Linked DNA regions of Ovis aries: region 2 is linked to region 1. Evidence: chromatin contacts called from public Hi-C data. All regions are on one chromosome and are shown on one strand. Each heading gives the region's core, a stretch centred on a gene start, on an enhancer-like site or on the middle of the called end of the contact. The rest is flanking DNA. Distances are from core to core; before and after follow the strand shown.

Evidence for each region. A called contact is a pair of places that touch in the nucleus more often than the background predicts.
Region 2: a contact with region 1 is called in a Hi-C map of blood, with 6 times the contacts expected there. The contact joins two enhancer-like sites. A contact is called at or near these places in 8 of 16 Hi-C or Micro-C datasets (blood, hypothalamus, liver and 3 more).

The regions. Positions count from the first base shown.
Region 1 is chr4:49,081,031-49,086,440 of ARS-UI_Ramb_v3.0, reverse strand. No RefSeq gene overlaps it. Among named protein-coding and RNA genes, the nearest start is that of NAMPT, 200 kb to the right of the region's middle. Within about 2 kb of position 2,885, at least 11 of the 54 cell types and tissues checked have an H3K27ac peak or open chromatin away from gene starts, as enhancers often do.
Region 2 is chr4:49,765,593-49,771,002 of ARS-UI_Ramb_v3.0, reverse strand. PRKAR2B (protein kinase cAMP-dependent type II regulatory subunit beta) reads right to left here. Exons shown (of 11, transcript XM_027968589.2): 7 at 3,669-3,770; 8 at 1,999-2,073. Among named protein-coding and RNA genes, the nearest start is that of HBP1, 17 kb to the left of the region's middle. Within about 2 kb of position 3,337, at least 3 of the 54 cell types and tissues checked have an H3K27ac peak or open chromatin away from gene starts, as enhancers often do.

The DNA of each region.
Region 1 (5,410 bases), core at 1,636-4,135:
TGAACTAGAGTTACATATCTTAACATCCGTAAACCTCAAAAATATGTTGAGTAAAAAAGAGGATTCAGAATAACATATATAGTAGGACACCATTTATAAAGCTTTAAACATGCAAAAATAATACTATGTGTTATTTATGGATATATACATACATAGTGAAGTTTAAAATATTTGTGAAAATAATAAAGAGTATATTCAAGATACTGATTACTTGTTGGGAGGGAGGAATATATAGGGAAAGAGATAGAAAAGCGACGCAGAGAGAGTACATTGTGACTATAATATTTTATTAAGTAGGGCAGTGGGTCCATGAACCTGAATAGATTATTCTTGGTACTTTTATATATATGTGAAATATTTTTCTTAAAATAAAAATCAGTGAAAATATTGTTTTAGGGTGAACTGATGATGATTAATCTTGAGTTATTGCAGACCATGAGAGCAATTTGGGTAATAAAAAGTTAATTCAACTATGACTAGGAAGACACAGGCTCTGGTCCCAGTTTTGCCACTAATTAGCTGAGTGATTCAAAATAAAACACAAATCACTATAGCTCCCAGTGCTACACTCTTTTATGAAATGAGAGACTTGAACTAGGAGATTTCTAAAGTTTCTTCCAACCCCAGAAAGGAATTGAAACATCTTTCAACCTCTCATTTTTTCAAATAGATGCTGTCTTTCTCAAGGACCATAAACAGGTATTAATCACTTTACGTTTTCAGTGTCTTTTCCAATATCAACAGATTTCTTGACACATTTTAAGGCCTTATCTAATAATATATGACTTGCAGTGACTGAATAAACAACTACAACAAAAACAACAGAATCTTCTCTTTTCATCATTAACTCCCCCTAAGTCAAAGGTGAGCTTCCCAGGTGGCACAGTGGCAAAGGATCTGCCTGCCAATGCAGGAGACACAAGACACACGGGTTCCATCCCTGGGTCGGGAAGATCCCCTGGAGGAGGAAATGGCAAACCACTCCAGTATTCTTGCCTGGAAAATTCCATGGACAGAGAAGCCTGGCAGGCTACAGTCCATGGGATTGCAAAAAGTTAGATGTGACAGAGCGACTGAGCACACACAAGGCCCTGGGTGGTACCTAAGTAATCATGCTCAGTTCTGAGTTACAAGAGTGAAGTAGCATGACAGAGAAACTGTGTTCTCAATCACCTTTATCCTTTGTTAGCCATGCCAATCAAGTGTGCTTTTGATTGTCAGAGGCAGGAGAGGAAGTGTCCTCATGGTTCTCATGTCAACCAATCCCTACAACCAGAAGAGAATTCCAAAATTCTTTGATGATGAGTCAGTGGGACTTTATTCTTCAGGATGGAAAGTTCAAAGCATCAGTCTAGTTTTCTCCTTATAGAGCACATAGTCACACAATGAAAGCATGTTCTAATGAAAAGTTGGATATGTCCAGCAAATATTTCATTACTTGAAGCCTGATTGTTTTCATAGACAAGGGCTGGCTATTTAAAACCATGGAGGAAGGTTACTAAGTGAACATCAACATAAATGTAGAATAAAACTTACTCATAGGGATAGATAGACATGAGCCAGTGTGACAAATCAGAAATAAAGGAAGGCCTTTGGAAAAGAATGAAGAGTTTGAGGGCAAGTGACATTGATCTGAAAACTGTGGACCAAGTGAATCTGGGGCAGATATTTGAAGAAGTTTGAACTCTGACTGGAGAGTCTGCAGGGAGAAAGGATTTGAAATAGCTGTGTTAGGCTCTGGGATGCATTTCCCAGATCCCCTTTCGATAAGGACTCAAGGTCCCAGCTCCTAGGAGTGCTGTGGGCCAGCAGCCCTCAGTCATCAACATCTGGAGGGATTGTCCCATCTGCAATCAGCTGCCTCCTCCAAGATTGTGCCCCTCCCTCTGGTGGCCAGCATCCAATGACTGATCAATGTGAGGACCTCAGTTAGCAAATCAGCTGCTGTACCGTATGATAACTTAATGATATAAATGGCACCTTTTACACTGCAATCCAGGGGTGGTTTGGAGAAGGAAATGACAACCCACTCCAGTATTTTTGCCTGGGAAATCCTATGGACAGAAATCCTGGGCTACAGTCTATGGGATCGCAAAGAGTTGGACATGATTTAGCAACTAAACTACCCCACCAGCAAAGGTGGTTGAAGACTTCGGCATGGTGGCAGGTTCACAGAGCAGTGGGTCTGTGCTGTTCAGAGACCAGGAGGAGGATGTGTGCCAGAAGGCCCTGTCTGGAGGCCCAGCAGTAGCCTAGGAGCTTTGTCTGTGACTCTCCATCCATAATGGGGAATGAATCTGGGGTGCCCTATACTCAGAGGGTTCAGAGAACAAAGCTGAGGCAGTCACTTGTTTGCTGGCCAGGCTAGCTCCTAATCTTGGAACAAGTCAGTGTTTTCTGACAAGAAGGCTAATTTTAGCTTGAGTGAATATCTGTGGTTGTTTATTAATTCAACATCCAATGGAATTAAGGAAGGAAACAGTGAGTCAGACACCATTTATGTGCATCCTCAGCAGTTAGTTTCTTTGGAACCAGAGGCAGAAAAACAGATTGGTTTTACAATCTTTTCATGAACGTTGGGAGACAGTTTTTACCTGGTTTGCAATCACTTTTGTGTCTAGTATTTCAAAACAGTGATGCCTGGGACCTGTTCACTGTCCAGGATGATGCACGCTTTGAGAGGGAGTTGCCTTCAAATTTGAACTCTTCTCTATCCCCGAAGAATCTTAATCGCTTTTGCTCAGAAAACCTGAATTTTACCATCACTGCCTGGGAACCTGCAGGCTGTAGTTCATGACTCTGGGTCTTAAAAGACTTTGCTATTAGGAGAGCCTCTTTGGCCAGCTTCAACTCCCTTTCATGTGTAGCTGCTCAACGTTAATAATAAATTGCAAAACTAGTCCCTTGGAAGCCAGCCACAGCCAACTCCAAACTATAACTCTGTTTGCTGCTACCTTCAGTTCCATCTGGTTTCCTCTCTCAGCTGGTCCTGTCATGAGATTGGGAGTGATCTTACGAAGACACAGGGTGATGGAAGAAGAAAAATTGAAAGCCTGCTGTGACTTTCTCGCTCCTGTAGGAAGTTTCGTAAACAGATGAATCCTTCTCTTGTTTACATCTAGGTTTTCATGAGTTCTGTTTAATTTGGTCAACATATTGTATTCAACAAGGTGCGGGGGGAGGAAAAGGGAGATTACTTCTAAGACAGGCAAGTGGAGGTTCAGTGTTTGGGGGACATGAAGGATAAGGTTTTCTTAAGGGAGTAACCATGCCAGTGCGGTAAACATGCGTGCTGCTCCCCAGTATTGCCGGTTCTTCCCTTCTGGGCACTTGGGAGGACTGTACTTTCCCACTCATTGAAGTTAGTGGACATATGGTTTGTTTTAGTGAATGTCAAATGAGAAGAAATCTTGTGTGTTACTTCTGGGTGGAACCATTCAAGAGCCAATGCATCCTTTCCCATGCTTTCTTTTCCCCTGCTGTGACAAACACTTGAAGTTTCCTGATGAAATAGTGGCATCGTCAGATGATTTGGAGTTACTGTGGACTGGGAGTCAAGCTCACTACCAATCTCCATTGAACATGTAGTGGAAATGGTGAATACTTACTGTGTTAAGTCATGGAGACTTTGTTTTTGTAATTTTTACTTACTACTGCAGCTAACCTAGCCTTTCCTAGCTAAGCTATTGTGGCACTGATTAGCCTCAAAGAAAAGATCTCTATTAATATTTTGGAAACACATTAATAGAAAAGTTCCTTTGCTCTGCAGTCAGCAAGTCTTGCCCTCTCTGATATTTTTGTTTTTGTACCACACTCTTACATGACAAAGGAGAGCCAAAGATCACCAAGTATTTGAGAAATCTTCCAATTTGGAAGGCTCTGTACATACAAAAGCAACAGAAAAAAAAAATAAATAAAAAGGAGGAACTCAGAACAAAGCTCAGATAATTCATGGAAAAGGAGGGGAAACAAAATATATATATATAATTTATATCTTCAGAAAGATGAGATATTACATCCATGAAACAAAACAAAATTATAGAAAATTTGAAAGAACTACTGTATATAAAGTAGATTAACTAGTAAGAATCTCCTGTATAGCCCAGGGAACTCAGCTAAATACTCTGTAATAGCCTATATAGGAAAAAAATCTAAAGAGTGAATATATGTATACGTATAACTGACTCACTTTGCTGTATAGTAGAAAATAACACAGCATTGCAAATCAACTATACCCCAAGAAAACATTTTTTAAAAGAACTCTTATAAAAGAAAGACATTGATAGCAGATTTTTTTTTAATTCAATAGAAAGATTGGAAGAGAACCCTTCCAGAATGAAGGTGAAAAAAATTTAAACAGGGACAATAGGAGTAAAAAGATCAGTCCCTGAGGTCCAGTCTTTATTTAGTATGTGTTTCAGGAAGTCTGAACAGAAAGAGAGGACAGAGGAATAAATTATCAAGGATATAACAGGAGAAAAATTCTTAGTGTGATGAGTCAGTGGAGTAGCCAACACAATGAATAAAAGAAGAAATACTTCCAGGCACATCAGAATGAAATGTCAAAGGCCAAGAATAAAACATTTGTAAAAGTTTCAAAAAAAAAAAAAAAAACACACACAAAGGATGAGAATACCGAGAACTATCAGAAGGTACAAACCAATAGCACCATGCCTTTAAAATCTTGAGGACAAATAATTTTCAACCTAAAATCCTATACCCAATCAGATAACCAAGTGTTAGAAGAACTTTTAGCTATGCAGTGTTTCAAAAATTACCCATTCAGACATTTCCCCCAAAACTCCACATGCTTCACCAATAGCTAATTCACCCAAATGATAGTAGCTAAGGCAATGGCACCCCATTCCAGTGCTCTTGCCTGGAAAATCGTGTGGATGGAGGAGCCTGGTGGGCTGCAGTCCATGGGGTCGCTAAGAGTCCGACACAACTGAGCGACTTCACTTTCACTTATCATTTTCATGCACTGGAGAAGGAAATGGCAACCCACTCCAGTGTTCTTGCCTGGAGAATCCCAGGGATGGCGGAGCCTGGTGGGCTGCCGTCTATGGGGTCACACCGAGTCGGACAAGACTGAAGCGACTTAGCAGCATCAGCAGTACTTATACATATTTATATACATGCTCATTTGATCTTGAGGACAGCTGAATGAGGGAAGTACTGTTCTTTTCACAATGATTTTATAGGTAGGAAAACTGAGGCATAGACAGGCAATGTCTCCAAGGTGGCACAACTAATAATACAGAGCTAGAGTCTGAACTCAGCAGTTTAACTCCAGAGACTATGTTTAGATCACTATTTTACATGACCTTCAAGATAGACATTTAACCCCGGAAACAATGTGCTCAATGAAATGAAAGAGAATTTTAGAATAATAGCTGTACAGCAGACC
Region 2 (5,410 bases), core at 2,088-4,587, 680 kb before region 1:
CTGTTTCCCAGCAGCGTCGCCTCTATCGGCTGCTCCTGTGCTGAAATGTGCCACGCTGGGTCGTTCCTAACCTACGAAGCCAGAGTGTGGCAACCCCAGATAATCCAGCAGCTCCGCAAGTGGAGAAAGCAGGCAGACTAAGCCGTACGTGTGGGCCCTGATGCCTGTCCTGCAGGTGGCTGGGGACTGAAGTTTAGATGCTGGGTTACTGAAAGCCCAGAAAGACTTCTCAAAGAAACTGTTGCCATTTCGAACTACGTAGCTGCCTTTTCTTGTTTTCTTTTTTGAACAAACTTCCTTGACTTCCAGTGATGCCTTATGAATTAAGTAATGTAATACGAAAGATGACATTGACTTTCCTAAGCCTCTCAAAGTGATTCTGGAGAAACTCAGGTATTTCAAAACTCTTTACTACAATTCAAGAAATACAGTATCAGATTATAATACATCATAAGGAATGCAGAGTCTCCATTGTACTATAGTGCAGACATGTATGTTTATAAACGCTTAAAAGACAACTATCTAAAGATACCTTTAATAAACTCTCAGTATACATATCTCTTTTCTCTTACCTTTTTATCAGGCTTTCTATAAGAGCTTCATGCAAAATATTCAAGTGTCTTTAATCATAAAAGGTCTATCAACTGCCATGTAATGTCATTTTTAAAACATGCTCAAATTGCATGTAAAACTAATGAGTTAAGTTCTGTTGGTTGTGTCGATGTCAGTTTGCTAGTTTTGATGTTGTACTAGTGATACAAAATGCACTGGGAGAGACTGGGTCAAGAGCACATGGGACTTCTTTTTTTTTTGCAGTATGATGTGAATCTGTAATTATTTCAAAATAATTGGGAAAAGTCATTTCAAAAGCGCTCTATGCTTTGCAGATCTTCGGTTTGTATCATGGAATCTCAGCCTTGTTCTCTAATGTGACAGACTGGGGGTGGCAGTGGGGGAAGACTGACTGATTTACCTGTTTATCTGCCTTCTAAACTAATTCTTTTCTCAGCCTCCCAGACCTTGACTCTTGTTTCACATGTATGAAAAGAGACAATATTTTAGATAAATATTACAATGTAGTATAATATTGATAGGAAAATTACCCAATTTGTTAAAAACCTGTTTTTTTTAAGTCTTTATTGAATATGTTACAAATTCAATTTGCTATAAACTGCTTCTGTTTTTTTTTTTTTAATGTTTTGGGTTTTTGGCCATGAGGCATGTGGGATCTTAGCTCCCCAACCAGGGATTGAACCTGCACCCCTAGCTTTGGAAGGTGAAGTCTTAACTACTGAACTACCAGGGAAGTCCCTAAAAAACCTGTTTAAAGCATGCAGTCAATGCTTCATACTATAACTAGCAAGTTAGTAGTATCATCGATATGCTTTTACCTGTAAACTCTAACCGTCTCTATAAATCCTACTTCTGGGTAGGTCTGTTCTAACCAATATGTGTGTGTATTGCTTCAGGTTCTAAATGGGATTTGAGAAAAGCATTATGGGTTCAAGAGCACGCTGGCCCCCTCAGTGCCCGGCAGCCAGTGAAGTACATGGAGCAACATGTCCCCTTCTTGGTTAATTTCACCAGGAGGGGGTTTCACCAATGAACCGATTGTGCAGAACTTTACACCTTCCAATGCACCTTCTGGGTCCTTATTAATAAATCTTATGGAACGATTACTAGTTTTTTTCCCCCTCTTACAAATGACATCTTAATTCTCTATATACATGTGACCTTCATGTCTGGTACAAACATAAAATTATGCCTAAATCCATTGGATGATTTAATATATATTCCTTAAGATTTAATTTAAAAAAAACAGTCAGATAGCTTGATGGCTATGAATTAAGCCATTTTTAATAGATCTGGCAGGAAATAATTATATTAATCCATCACTACATACTAATTATGGATACATGAAAATGTTATTAAGACTTAGAATACATAAGAATCTTTTGGAAAATAACCTCAAACTGAGCTCCATAAAAAGTATTATACCTGAGCAATGATTTGTTCTCCATCGTTGTATACTTTGGTGCCTATCACATCTACCACTTTCAGGCGTTCAGAAACCTATAAAGGAAAAAAGATAATAGTTGACCCCTCAACGATATGGGTTTGAACTGTGCACAGTCCACTTATCTACAGATTCTTTCCAGTAAATATAGAGTTGCCCCTCCATACCCACAAATGTGGAACCCAGGGCCACGGAGGGTCTGCTGTAACGGACTTGAGCATCTGCAGACTTTGGTATCCACCAAGGTCCTAGAATCAATCCCTTGGAAACGGATGAACAACTGTATGAAACAAACTAATCAGGTAAATCTTAATTATTTCATGGGCTTAAAAATGGTAGCCTACAGGCCAAATAAACTGAGCAATGTGTGTGTTTATGTGTGTGTTTATATTAATAAACCTAAATAATATAAAAAGCACAATCGCTCAGTGGTGTCCAACTCTTTGTGACTCCATGGACACAAGGCTCTTCTGTCCATGGATTTTACCAGGCAAGAATACTCGAGTGGGTTGCCATTTCCTACTCCAGGGGGATCTTCCCAACCCAGGGATTGAACCCATGTCTCCTGTGTCTCCTGCATTTGTAGGCAGATTCTTTACTCGCTGAGCTATCAAGGAAGCCCCATTATATAAATTACTTGCCAGCATTTTTAACAAATTTTTCATAAAAACTTGAATTTCCAGCTTCTCTTGAAAAATCAGAACTGTCAGCAACACTCAGCCTATATTTTCCTGTGTCACAAATAAACTCTGGTGCACTAACAGCCGTTTCCTAAGATGGAGCACATGCTCTCCAGTTTACCAAAGTCCCATCCTGGCTTGGTTTTCTTCTTTGTTACTTGCCTAGCTCTGAAGGCATTTGAATTTCCAACTCTGACCTATTTTTACTTAGACAGATCTGCTGGTGGAGAAGATGAGCTGCCCGATATGCATTCTGAAATGAGGCCCGAATGTCTACCAGGTGAATACTGACAAGCCAACACAGGGGCATGACAGCAGGTAGGTCTGTCAACCTCAAGGATTCTGGCCAAGAGGCTGGAAGGATGGTATTGCTATCACTCAGGTGGGGAAGAGAAGGAAGGATGTTTGGGACATGTCCGTTTGAGATATCTTTTAGATGTCCCAGAGGAAATGCTAAATATGCAGTCAGATAAACAAGCCTGGCTTCCAGGGTGGGGCCTTGCACAGTGATGTCAATTTTAAGAGGCATTGACATAATAGCCATTTAAAGCCAGGGGACTTGACAAGTACAGCACGGGAATAAGTGCAGACTGCAAACAAGAAAGAGACACCTTGGGATGCCAATTTTAAAAGGAAAGGAATAAGGAAGGAGAGGCCAGTGAGGACATTCTGTATTTAGATAGCCTCTTCCTGTAAAGGCTACTGCCTACATTTATGTGATTAGTTTAAGTCTGCTTTTAGAAAGAGACCTCATGTAAATCTGCTGTAGCTGCTCCCAGGAGTCTATTATGTGTAAATAACAAAATAGATAGTTACAGGCAGTGGAAGAAATACTAAGCTATTAAAACAATGTAATCTTTTTAAGTGAAAATATGGATAGATTATTATTCAAAGAAACCCTCTACAAAGCTAAGCATTCCTAACAAAACAGAAGCTTTTAAAGCAAAATAAAAGCAGAAACATATACTTACTTCCAAAGATTTAAGGAATGGCAGTGACTCGATAAAGCTTTCATACATTTTTCTCTTTTTGGCATTATTTTTTACAATTATCCTCCTGAAGGTTACCCTGTCCTAAAGGCAGAATATCAAATATGAAGACAATTAAAAGGTAGACTTTATGAGGAAAGAAAGTTTGAAGAGATAGTTTCATTTATTCCCTGTAAGAAACAAACAATAATTGAAGATTTTAAAAATAAAAGATTAATATTATACTTCTAATACAACTCATTTCAGATTTTTATTTCCTTAAGCATAAATATAGAACCATATAAAATGTTATTTTCATGCTTTTGAAGGAAAGCAACAGTTTACTTTTAATTAAGAACAGAGATCTGACCAACATGTAACTAGTGGACTAACCCACGAGGTGGCGCTGTTGCACTATTAAAGAAATACCAGCTGCTTTTTTATTTTTCTCCTCAGCTTTTTGAGATACAATTGACTTGTAATATTGTTTAAAGGTAGACAACATGTTGATTTGATATACTTATATATTGTAAAATTATTACCACAGTAGAATTACTTAGTACCACAAATAATTGTCATTTCTTTTTTTGTGGTGACATTTAAGATTTATTCTCTTGGCAGCTTTCAAATATATATTGACAGTATTGTTAACTATAATCAGGTACACTGGATCTTCAGAACATATTCCTTTTAATAATTACACCCCCAACCCCTGGCGACCAACATTCTACTCAGTTTTTATGAGTTCAAACTAGTACTGAGTTCTTCTGTTATAGATAACAGCCCTCAAGTGTTAAAATTCAGTGGGAAGTGTCGAGCTTTTTTTTTTTTTTTAATTTTTTAAAATTTAAATTTATTTTAATTAGAGGCTAATTACTTTACAATATTATATTGGTTTTGCCATACATCAACATGAATCCGCCACGTGTGTACATGTGTTCCCAATCCTGAACCCCCTCCCACCTCCCTCCCCATACCTAGATGTCCATCAGCAGATGAATGGATAAGAAAGCTGTGGTGCATATACACAATGGAGTATTACTCAGCCATTAAGAAGAATACATTTGAATCAGCTCTGATGAGGTGGATGAGACTGGAGCCGATTATACAGAGTGAAGTAAGCGTTTTTTTCTTTTTGAGGTATAACTGGCATACGTCATACTAGTTTCAGGCGTAGGACATAATGATTCAGTATTTGTATCTGTTGTGAAATGATCACTACAATAAGTAGTTAACATCTGTCACCATAGTCACAGAATTCTTTTTCTTGTGATGCAAACTTTAAACATCTACTCTCATAGCAACTTTCAACTATACAATACAGTAGTATTAACTGCAGACACCATACTGTACGTTACGTCCCTAGGATGTATTTTTAACTGGAAGTTTGTACCTTTTGACCCCCTTCACCCATGACCAGCCTTTTATTTAAAAAACAAAACAGAAAACCTGGGTGTGCATCCCTTTTAGTAAGGTGTTGTTATATGTATGTTTCCGTTATACACAAAAGCTCACACACACACATGCAGAGGTTTGACATGTCCTCATGTTTCTTGTGGGCTGCAGTTAAAAAAAAAACATGGAAACCAGTAGTGTTAGAAAATGTTTTTAAATCATGCAGTTACAATGTAAAGAGAGCTTGAAAAATTACTGACTCTAGGATTTTATGTCACATCCACATATCAGTTTTCTTTTTTAAAACTGTGCACAGAGAAACTACAGCTTTCGTGAGTAGACTTTGATTC